Regions from separate parts of the Capsicum annuum genome. Here region 2 is linked to region 1. A link is a contact called in public Hi-C data. All regions are on one chromosome and are shown on one strand. Each heading gives the region's core, a stretch centred on a gene start, on an enhancer-like site or on the middle of the called end of the contact. The rest is flanking DNA. Distances are from core to core; before and after follow the strand shown.

Region 1 (5,813 bases), core at 2,946-5,445:
GGAAAAATTACATATATACATATGCTAACTTTGCCTTATTACATTACATCTCATGTTGAAAAAGAAATTACCAAAATCTCAAATTAATTACTTAACTCCCTACCTTTTTTACTTTCTCTCTCTTCCTTCTTGTACATTCCAACCAACCATATTTTGCTCCAAATTATGCTCCATATTTTTCTCCTAAAATCTTACTACCTTTTCTCTCCATTTATTTAGTATGCTATAATTTCAATTTTACCTTCCCTTCTTCCTCACCATTTCACTTCTCCTTAACCACGGATTCCACTTTCTCTACTCGAAATCCATAAATCCAAAATTATTTTTTTTTCTTTTTCAAAAAAAAAAATCAAACCCCAATTAATCAAATAAACACTCTCAATAACAAAACAAAATCAAATTGAAAAAACCCTTTGATTATTATTTTGCGTAATTCTTTTTTTTTTTTTTAATTTGAATTTTTGTTGAAGGAATTTATTATGTATAGATCTTGAACAATAATGGCTTGGAATGTATTCAGATTTTGTACGGCCTTTAAAGGACTGGGTCAATTATGAACTTGTTGGTGTTAGACGTTGTGGGTGCTTATTACGCTGTCTTTTTTACCAACTATGAGGGACGAAACTAAAGGCCAAAGCCAAAGAAAATATTTATTGGGATTTTCCCTTTCACTTATTGAATTTCCCTTTCACGTATTTGTTAATGATTAAAACAACATATTACTAATTAATCTAACATTATTTTCTGAACACATAATATGTTTCCTGTTATTTACCTTTGCTTATAAGTGGATCTTACATTGAACTAAAGATTAATATGTTTTAAACGTATGTATTACATAACAGCATACATGTTGTAAAACGTTTATTTCTTGTAAAAAAATTACAGAAATTGTTAATATCATGCACATTTATAATGTATGATGCTATATCATACATTGATACTAATGTATGATCAAATATTATACATTCGTAAGTCTACTGGAATGTCACAATTTCACTATACATTGCTTTGAATGTATAACAACTTATTATACATTCAAACATTTACTGGAAAGACACACATTTATTATACATTGATTTGATTGATTTGACTGTATAAAAACATATTATACATTCGTAAATTTACTGGAATGATACTGTATATAATTTTTTTTTTTTAAAAAATTGAATTCAGTTAAATTTCGTTATTATATTTCTAACCTTATACATGTTAAAAACGTATAATGCTATATCATACATTTATTACACATTAACTATTAATGTACAATATTTTAATATACCGTGTGTTTCAACAATTACTTACTCCTATAGAGGGTAAGTTACATAGTTAATGCGCATTTATAATTATATTCTAACTTCGAGTTATATGGTTACGAACTATGATATAGGAAAAAAACATAAATTTTTTATACTAATATAAATCATTGATTAAAGAAATTAACATCTATAATCAATAAAAAAATATATATTACTTGCTCCAGCATTCACAAAAAAAAACTAATAAAAAATGTTTATACAACCAAAACCATTCAAAGCATCCGCACATAGAAAACCATATTATATTCTTCATGATTCCTTTGGAAAGAAATCGCAAGTCCTGCAGTTGTGATCGACTCGTCCGCATTTATCGAAATTACTATTGCGTCACTTTTGTATGACGTATCATTAATTTCTGACTCCCAAATTTCAAACGTAACAATATGGGGATATTCATACTGATTTTACTAGTATTGAGGAACGTACATAGAAGAAGATTTTAGTAGTTTTGAAGAACGGGTGTAGAAGAAAGTAATTATTTTTTGGCTTTTCAAATCGTGAATCACAGGAAAAAATAAATTATTTATAACAAAATTTTTAAAATTCAAATATCAGTTACATGTTCTATCAATAAATGACTTAACGTTGACTAATTGTTGCCTTTAATTAAGGAACTGTAAAATAATTAAAGATTTTTTACCTTAAATATAGGATTAGCTGTTACAACATACATTCGACCAATATATAATATGTGACCGAATGTATGAGTATGTTTGCAAAAAAAGGGAGAAAGAAAACAAAAAAAGAAATTTTGTGTAATTATTTTCATTCTCTAGGGGATTTATATTGTTTACACTTAATGTAAACCATATTTGTGATACAGTTATTTTTTTTTCTATATTTAAAATCTTTCCTTGTTTTTAATTCAAATCTTTACAAAATCATTGATTACATTCTTATTACATACTTAAAACTTTTAAAAATTTGATACTTCTTAAATTTTTCTTATTCTAACGTTTTTATATTTATTTTAGATTTCTCAAATCTTCTTAAAGTCAATTTAGTTGATTTAAAATTTTTAAACTAATGAAAAAAGTAATGATTGTCATTAATAGAATTCTAATAAGGAAATGTTTGAACATAAATATATTTAATTAATTTTCAACTATTAAATATTACAAAAATAGTGAAAAAATGATTTGGTCTAAAGTAAAGACTTTTAATGAAGGGCAAAAAGTCCAAATAACATTTCTAAAACCCACATGCCTCGCACATATATAAAAAGTTCGAATCACTTTTCAAAGATGTTTCACGCTTTAATATAATAATGTAATAATATGTATTTTATTATAAGCACACATACAATGTCTCTCCTTGACTGCTAGAGGCTAAGAGATACGCATCGATTTAAATCATATTTATAGTACAGTTATTTTTTACTATATTTAAAATCTTTCTTTCTTTAAAGTTAAATCATTAAAAAGTTGATTACATATTTTTTACTTACTTAAAACATTTAAAAATTTGGTACTTTTTACACTTTTTTTTATTCTAATACTTTCATATTTATTTCTAAATTTTTTCGTATCTTCTTAATATCAACTTTAATTTATTTAAATTCTTAACCTAATGGAAAAGATATTAGTTGTCATTAATTCTCATGACTTTTAATAAGGAAAGATTTTACTATAAATATTTAATTAATTTTTACCTCTTAAATATTAGAAGAATAGTAAAAAGACAATTGACTTTTAATGAAGGGCAAAAAAATCAAACAACATTTCTAAGACCCTTCACACTTTTAATATATTATTATTATTATTATTATTATTATTATTATTATTATTATTATTATTATAGATTATAGATTATAGATTATAGATTATAGATTATAGATTATAGAGTATAGAGTATAGAGTATAGAGTATAGAGTATCATCTCCCAAAATCTTACTATGATAAAAGTAATTCTTAATAGTACATCAAATATAAGTGAGCCATTAAAAATTTAAAAAGTGACCTGGGTAGACTCTTATTTTATAAGTATATGAGATTAGTTTCACTCATATTTGTAGACAAAGATTGAGATTTAATTGTGAAAAGCAATTAGTATGATCTAGAGAATTAAGCCAATAATCAATTCAATTAAATAAAAAAATTTACAATCAGAATGTTAATATTAGAAAGCTAAATTTTTATAAAAATAAAATTACAAGTTACTTCTATGCCAACACGAAAAAATGAACTTGAAATATATGAGATTAGTTTTACTTGCACTTGCTGAGAAGAGATCAAGAATTGATCATGAAGAACAATTGTTAAAATCTGAAAAATTCAACTAATAATTATTTCGACCAAACAAACAAAATTGCAATAAAAAAAATTGTTTCTCCAAATTTACTAACGGAAAAACATACTTAACTAAAATAAAGGTATGCAAATAAATTCGTTATCAAGGTAATAAGAATAAAAGTAGTATCTTACCATGAAAATAGAAAACAACAATAAAAGTAGTATCTTACCATGAAAATAGAAAACAACAATTGGACTGAGATTTGAATGTGAAGAGCAATTGTTAAAACCTGAAGAATTGAGTCACTTGATTCAATGATACAAATAAAATTGTAATAAAAAAGTTGCATATCAACTAAACATTTATTCTTAATACTTATACAATTATCAGCGACATCTATATTCACACAAAATAATGATTTTTCAAAGAAAGCCTCAAAAACAAAAGTTTAAAGAAAGCCAACTTTATACTCAAAATCTCTAACAAGCTTTTTGAAAACCTATATTTAAATACATAAACTGCATTCACATAATATATTTTTGAAAACTATAAAAATAAGAACGAAAAATATGCATAAGAACCTTTCTCCATTGCCGCAGTCTTCATCTGCAAATAAAAAAAAAACAAAAGTTTGAATTCAAGATAAAAAAGAAATAGGAAGCAATCATAACTGAAGCTGTAATACTCTAGGTTAAATAGGTTTGGTTAAAACCATTAACAATCCCAAATTAGATTTTGGGGAGCAATATAATGAAAACGTGGAAGTGAAATTGAGTTTCAACGGTTAAACCCATTAACAATCCCAAATCGGATTCTTTTCATATATTTTAAAAGGTGTTTTTGGACCAAATCGATTTTAATTGGAAAAGATTTTTTTGCTTATTAATTTTGGACCTTTACTTCCGCCTATTTTATTTGGAAAAGGGAGCTTTTACCTTTTTTTTTTTTGGACTGAGCCTAATTTAGTTGGGAAAGACTTGCTTTTTGTCATTTTTTTTTAATATTTATATCATAAATATAATAGAAAAAAAAAGGTGAAAAAACGAAAATATCTATTGTGAATTATTTTAATGTAGGGTAAAAAGTTCAAATCACTTTTATAAGGATCTTCATACTTTTAATATATTATATATATATAGATTATAGATATAAATTATATATTATATTATATATTATTTATTATACATAAGAATTGTATCAGTTTGGTATATGAGCCACTAAGACCAAAATGACTCAAATTGGGAAAAGATCATTTAGTGGAATTAAAATGACCGACCGGTCACTCTATGTCCAATGACCCAAACATGGGTCAATTATTTTGAGATGAATCAACCTCTGTCATTTTCTCTGATTCATATTATGTAGATCAGTCCATTCGAAGGTAAATGCTGTATAATTCGACGTCACTTCCGTTCTTGTGTTGGTTATATCAAAGTTATACTTCACAGTTTCTCTCTTTTGTGTGAAGGAAGATGCAATGAAGTTCTCGTAGGGCTAATTTATTTTTATTGATTTATGATGTTTGAAAAAGGATACATTTGAATTTATATTCAAGATGTGTATCAAAGTTTAAATATTTGAATATTAAATAATTAAGATTGTCTATATTTTTGACATATGAATATATAAAATTTGTCTTTATCTAAAATATTAATAGATGCTGTCCTACTTTTTTTTCTTAGTCTGTTTTTTTTTTTTTTTTTTATAGTAATTTTTTAATTTTAACTTTTCACATGACATATTTATGATTACTAGATTAAAGGTTACTAGGTATATTTGACATATCTTTAATTTAAAACTACATAATTCAATAATTTTCCTAAACTGTATTAAGTCAAAATAAGACAAATAAATTAGAAACAGAATAAGTATAAAATTTAATAAAATATAAATTTAGTCAAATACTAAATCAATAAAATATTATAAATCTATTTTATGACAGCTGATTGTGGTGTTGAGTAACGTGATGGTTGTGGGTGTGATTGAAAATGGCGTTGATGAATAATTGTATTATAGGTAGTAGCTAATAGTAGATTCACAATACAAGTTGATGATGATAGTAGGTGGTTAACAATGAACGAATGAAATTAATGAATTATCATCTTTATGGAATTCATACACATCTTAACAAATAACTCAATTATCATCAAGGAATATTGATAAATGACATTTTTATCAAGAGTAATTGACTTGCTAGTGTTAGGCTAGAGTTCAATGGATGGAATATGTATTGGAAGTATATGACATATATTTAAAGAAAAC
Region 2 (5,561 bases), core at 1,944-4,443, 140 kb after region 1:
TACGACTATATTCATATTCATAAATTCAATTACATGTCTTCTTTCAGATAAATTATGCATTGTTGCCACATTCACTTTAGGAAATAAAGCATATTCAATGAGACATATTTCATGACTTTTCACTAAAATTTAGCCTTAGTCATTATTAAATCATCAATATGATGCATTAATATTCAAACACAACATCTTATCCACATATGGACATGTTAGGCCAAAAATCTATGAGACTTAAACCCAACATTTTATCATTTTGATTTATTGAAACTCTAACCCAATATCTTATCCTTTTAGTGCAATGAAATTTGATTCACCGCCTTATCCACTGGAATTATAATAGCTTATCATATATTGTGTTGGATCATTAATTAGCAAACATATGTTATTTATAAAATTAATATAGGATAGTAGTACACATTATTGTAAAGCAGTATAGTCTTTTACCTTATATATAATATAATATGTAAGGCTATATATAAATTAGAAACAAAAATTGAGAAAGAAAAAATTCATCTTATTAGCCATATACTTTATGTTACTTTAAGAATCAAGATAAGAAATTAGTAAAATAAATCAGATTTGCAAATTCTGCATAAAGCAACATGCTCTCTAATTTCATGAGACAACATCCAAATAAAATAACACCTGTGTGATTAATTTTTTAAAAATACGAGATGATTATATATGATGGATATATTTATATTCAAGTTCAATGGAATCAAAGAACACTCTTTAATAGAATACTTATGAACAATAAAAGGACTCCATTCTTGGGATTATGATAGAGTTGAAATTTAACCAACTATTGAGAGAGAAGATTCACTATCAAGATCTATTTTGCTGAGTTTTAATTGCAAAGTCTCGTACTAATAACATGTTATAAATAAATATCAAACCTAAAGAAAGGAGGCTACTTTAGAGAATTTTAGTAGCCGTTCGGCCATGAAATTTTTTTATTTTTTTTCTAAAATTTATTTCGCTTTAGTGAAAACAATTTGTGTTTGGTCATGAAAATTTCAAATACAATTCCGAAATTGTATTTGGAAAAGTGAAATGTTTTCACTCATACTTCTCTCACAAACTTACAAAAACAACTTTCATTTATATTCATGGCCAAACATAATTCCAACTCCAACTCCAACTCCAACTTCAACTCCAACTTCGAAAAATTATGATTTTCATGGCCAAACAGGATCTTAGTAGTACTTTTGTTTTACTACTTGGATCTATATCAAAATATACAGGATGACTATATATAAATCACCAAACTTGTACACTAAATATATTAAGCTTGACATCAATTTAACGGTTTAACTAATAACTCTTATCTCTAATTAATAAATTTTTTGCATATATATATATTAGTCTTAGTATACGCGCATTTCAATTAGTTCAATTTTATAAAATCACTTCGATGTCTATCTTTTGGCAAGAAGAAGTTTGTATTTAACAAATAAATTTAGAAACCACTTTGAAGCAACTATCAGTATTTGACTTAGTTTTTAAAGTGTTTTTAAATGTATTTTCCTCAAAAATACTTTTAGAACAAAATTAGATTCTTTATGTTTTTTTAATCCAATCACTCACCCTTGGTTGTTTCGACCAAATATGAGCCCTATACCAGAATCTTCAATTTATCAACTTTCTGATAAATAGGTGGAAATGAGTTCGGGTCCCCTTGAACCTAAGGTGTTTTCAAATATATACTTAATTTAATGTATTAATCTAGGCTTTATAATTAATTAATTTTTCAATGTGTGCTTTAACATAGCAATTGCATGTAAATGATGAATATGATTAATTGAGTAACAACTTAACAATTTAAACTCAAACTAACAAGAAATTTTCTAACCTGTAAAAAGAAAAATGTCAAAAATTGACCTCATAATCCTTTGCATGAGGTATTAACATACGTTATAATTTAATACATGCCCACATCCACGAAAAATTTCAATCGTTCTATTAACCAAGCACATATAAATATAAATATTTTTGTTCACAAGAAAACAAATCTGAAAATCACAAAATTGAAGATGCATTCAAAAAATTACAGCTCTAATTCATAAAGTCCTAAAATCAAAAATATATTCATAAACCTAGAAAATTGTTGAACTTAAAGTTGAAATAACATGACATTATGTGGCGCTTACATTACAAATATTCACAAAATAATAATTCATAAAGTTCTAAAATCAAAATATATTCATAAACCGAGAAAATTGTTGAACTTGAAGTTGAAATAACATGACGTTATGTGGCACTTACATTACAAATATTCACAAAATAAGATTACAAAGAAAACTATAATCAAAACATTATAAGATTTAATATGCTTTAGTCAAGTGATCTGCACATATCAAAAACTAATATTACAAACATAAAACTTAGAGAGAATAATCTCTTCAAACAAAATTCTTTACTTGTAGATGTATTGTATTATTTGTAGCAATAAAGAATTCTCAATTTATAGAAGTTCAAATTTTTTTTTCCCTCCCAAAAAGGATTAATCAAATATGAAAGAAATATTTTCAAAAAAGAAATATTTTTCATAAGAAATTTTTTTTAATTATGGTAGAAAATTTGAGCTCGTCATAGTTATCAAAGTACTATAAAAGGAAAGTACTGGGAAACAAATCAAAGAGGCGTACGTAAATTTATTTTAATTATGTTTACTCATCATTATTTGATAATCATGTAATGAGAATTTAATTCGTGTTTGACTAATTTAATTCTTTTAGCATTATATATCCTAAACCTTCCTTAATTAGAAAATTCATAAACTTCAAAAATAAATATTTTTAGTGTACGATTAATTAATATGAGTTTGAAAAGAAATCAAGTAGAGTAATATTTTAAATTTATCATATATTTTGCTTTTTCGATGTTTTTAGGACTCTTTAAACTTTTAATAATTAAAGGAAATATGTAAAAAAAATAATTTTGATAAAGGGCAAAAAATTTAAATCATTTTCTTCTATTCACAATTTTAATATATTATAGATATACATGTGTGTATATATATATATATATACAACGGTGATAAAATAAAAAAAAAAAAAGAAGGAACTCATGGATTTGCAGAAGTGGGTGGCAGCTAATTGTGGACAAAAACAGTCAAACTACAGTAACGAACGGATGACAAAAAGCGACAAAAAGAAAAATATAATAACAGAATAAAAATTTGCTCATTTAAAACAAATTCAACAAATAATAAGAAGGAATCTAAACTCAGCTGGCAAAACCAAATAAAGTTGGCGGGTAATAATACATAGTACAATCCAAACAAAATAATCTTATTTTTTTAGTTGTTGAAAAGGTAAAAATGCCTTTTTTGTCTACAAAGCTAGATACTAGTTTTTCTTTTGGGTGAAGAACACAAAAATATTTAGTTGTATAGGAGTATTAAAATCCAAAAAAAAGATTACTTTTCTTTTTTTTTTCTTTTCTTGTTTTCATCATTGCTGTCTAAAGCAATTAAGCAAAAAGCCACTAGATAATAGTGCAATACATGGAATTTAACTACAGAAATTAGTTAATGCCAATGATTTTATGATTTGGGGTTGTTGTTTAGTGACTGGAAATGGAGAATTCTGTTCAAGAAATGCATCAAACATCACCTGAATTTGATTCTTCTGCTCATTCTAATCCAGTAAGTCTCCCTCTTTTCTTTTTATCTTTTTTTTTTGGGGTTTTGTTCATTTGGTCAGGGTGGTTGTGTGCATAAAGTTGCTAAAGAAATGGTTTTTTAAAAAAATAATTATGGGGTTTTCTTGAATTTAATGTTATTTGATGATTGGTGAAGGAAAGATGTGAAATTTATCAAGTGGTGGGAGTTGGAATGTGACAGATTTGATTATTTTTTCCTTTTTGATAAGTGAGTTTGAATGACTTGATGAAGTGGTTGGTTTGAGATTTTTATGAGATTTAATTACTTAAGCTAGTTTGGAGCTTCAATGGGTTCCTTTTGCATTTCGTTGCTTTATGAAGTAGATGAATTTAAAGGAGAATATAGTCAGTGAGATTCTTATAGCCGATCCTGACTTGTATGAGACTGAGGTGTAGTTGGTGTTTTATTCTTCTTATGAAGTAGTTGAAAGAAAAGAAAAGGAAACAAATACTCGTTGTGATGGTATCAAGGAGGACTGAAGAGTCTCTATTGAAGGTCTGAAGCAATCCTCCACGATACCATGCCAGTGTATAGATATACTGTGATATGTATGCCAAGAAGGCATAGAGTCTCATTTTGCTAATCTCTATTAGTATTTGTGTTATACTTGTCATTCAGTTTAGCATATTTAATCTCTATCCTGTGTTTGAAATATCCACGGCTCTTCAGAAGTAAAGGTTCTAGACAAAGTGATACCAAACTCCCCAAGAACACAACAACACAAACACCAAAATCAGTCCACTAGTTCAAGAACTATGGACCCTTTTGATGACCTCTCTCGGATTCGCAGGAAGAACAATAAGGGAAGTGATATCAAGAGTAAAATACACTAAAACAACAACAACATTTGATGAACAAGATGCAATAACAACAACACACGGTTACAAGACAAGAACACAAACGGATTACACTAGATATAGACAAATGATTACAAGAAAGTAAAGATAGATAGATAGATGGACAAAGGGATGGTATAATATTAACAACCCAAAAGCTTATTCCACTTTTGGACTTTTAATATCACACACAACCTAAACTATCTCTTACGTGACCTCAAGGGAACCAGAATTCCCAAGCAATCTCTGTTTCTAAGAAAATGATCAACACAAGGATTCCACCTTATCCAAGGATTCCACCTTGCTAAAGACTCTCAAAGAGGCTACAAAATATATTTTCCAAAAATCCCCCAAAAATGACCTAATGAGGTTCTATTTATACCTAGGTTAACTTATTACAAATGACTAAAAAACCCTTGCAAAGGGCGGATGAACAGTGAACAGTTTTGGAGCTTGTGGGACTTCTTCTCTACACTTCAAAGCTTGTTCCTTGGATGGGCAGCCCCCCGAGCTCGAATCTTGACGCATTGGACCGCGATCATGATTGTACCCGTATCATCCTCCCCTCCTTAGAAAGGATTCGTCCTCGAATCCGAACCTTGCAAAGCAATAGGAAGGGCAAGCAAACAAAAGTTCCTCAAGGTATGAGGGTTAGGATTAGTGTAATCAATCATAGCATCTTGCCAAGGTGGCTCAAACTTCACATATACCCAAACATCCCTCTTACCTGAATACCCTACCAAGGGAAAATCAACTAGTTTATCCACATAAGTGTGACAAAAAACAAGGAACAAGCGTCGCTTATCAAGTGGAAAACATAGACTCTTCTTGGAACAACAATTAGACTTGAAAGCCGAGAGAGGACATCCATACATTCCATGCACATTCAAGTCATTCCAAAAGACATCCTCATCACCATACTTTAAATGATCACCGAAATCAAATGGGTAGAGTATCCATGGGCACGGGTTGGGAATACGCTTCCTTACCCCAATACTACTACAATAATGATCAAATGTCCCCTCTATACTATCATGGTCAATAACAAAAACAACTAGAGG

What was found. A called contact is a pair of places that touch in the nucleus more often than the background predicts.
Region 2: a Hi-C map of leaf shows a contact between it and region 1, with 4 times the contacts expected there. The contact joins the promoter of LOC107854433 here to the enhancer-like site in region 1. A contact is called at or near these places in 5 of 5 Hi-C or Micro-C datasets (bud, leaf, pericarp and 1 more).

Annotation. Positions count from the first base shown.
Region 1 is chr7:125,996,501-126,002,313 of UCD10Xv1.1, forward strand. No RefSeq gene overlaps it. Among protein-coding and RNA genes, the nearest start is that of LOC107856606, 22 kb to the left of the region's middle. Within about 2 kb of position 4,196, at least 4 of the 5 cell types and tissues checked have an H3K27ac peak or open chromatin away from gene starts, as enhancers often do. A contact at or near this core is called in leaf and pericarp, where this site is marked.
Region 2 is chr7:126,136,486-126,142,046 of UCD10Xv1.1, forward strand. LOC107854433 reads left to right here and starts at 3,194. Exons shown (of 8, transcript XM_047393709.1): 1 at 3,194-3,646. The coding sequence starts at 3,578.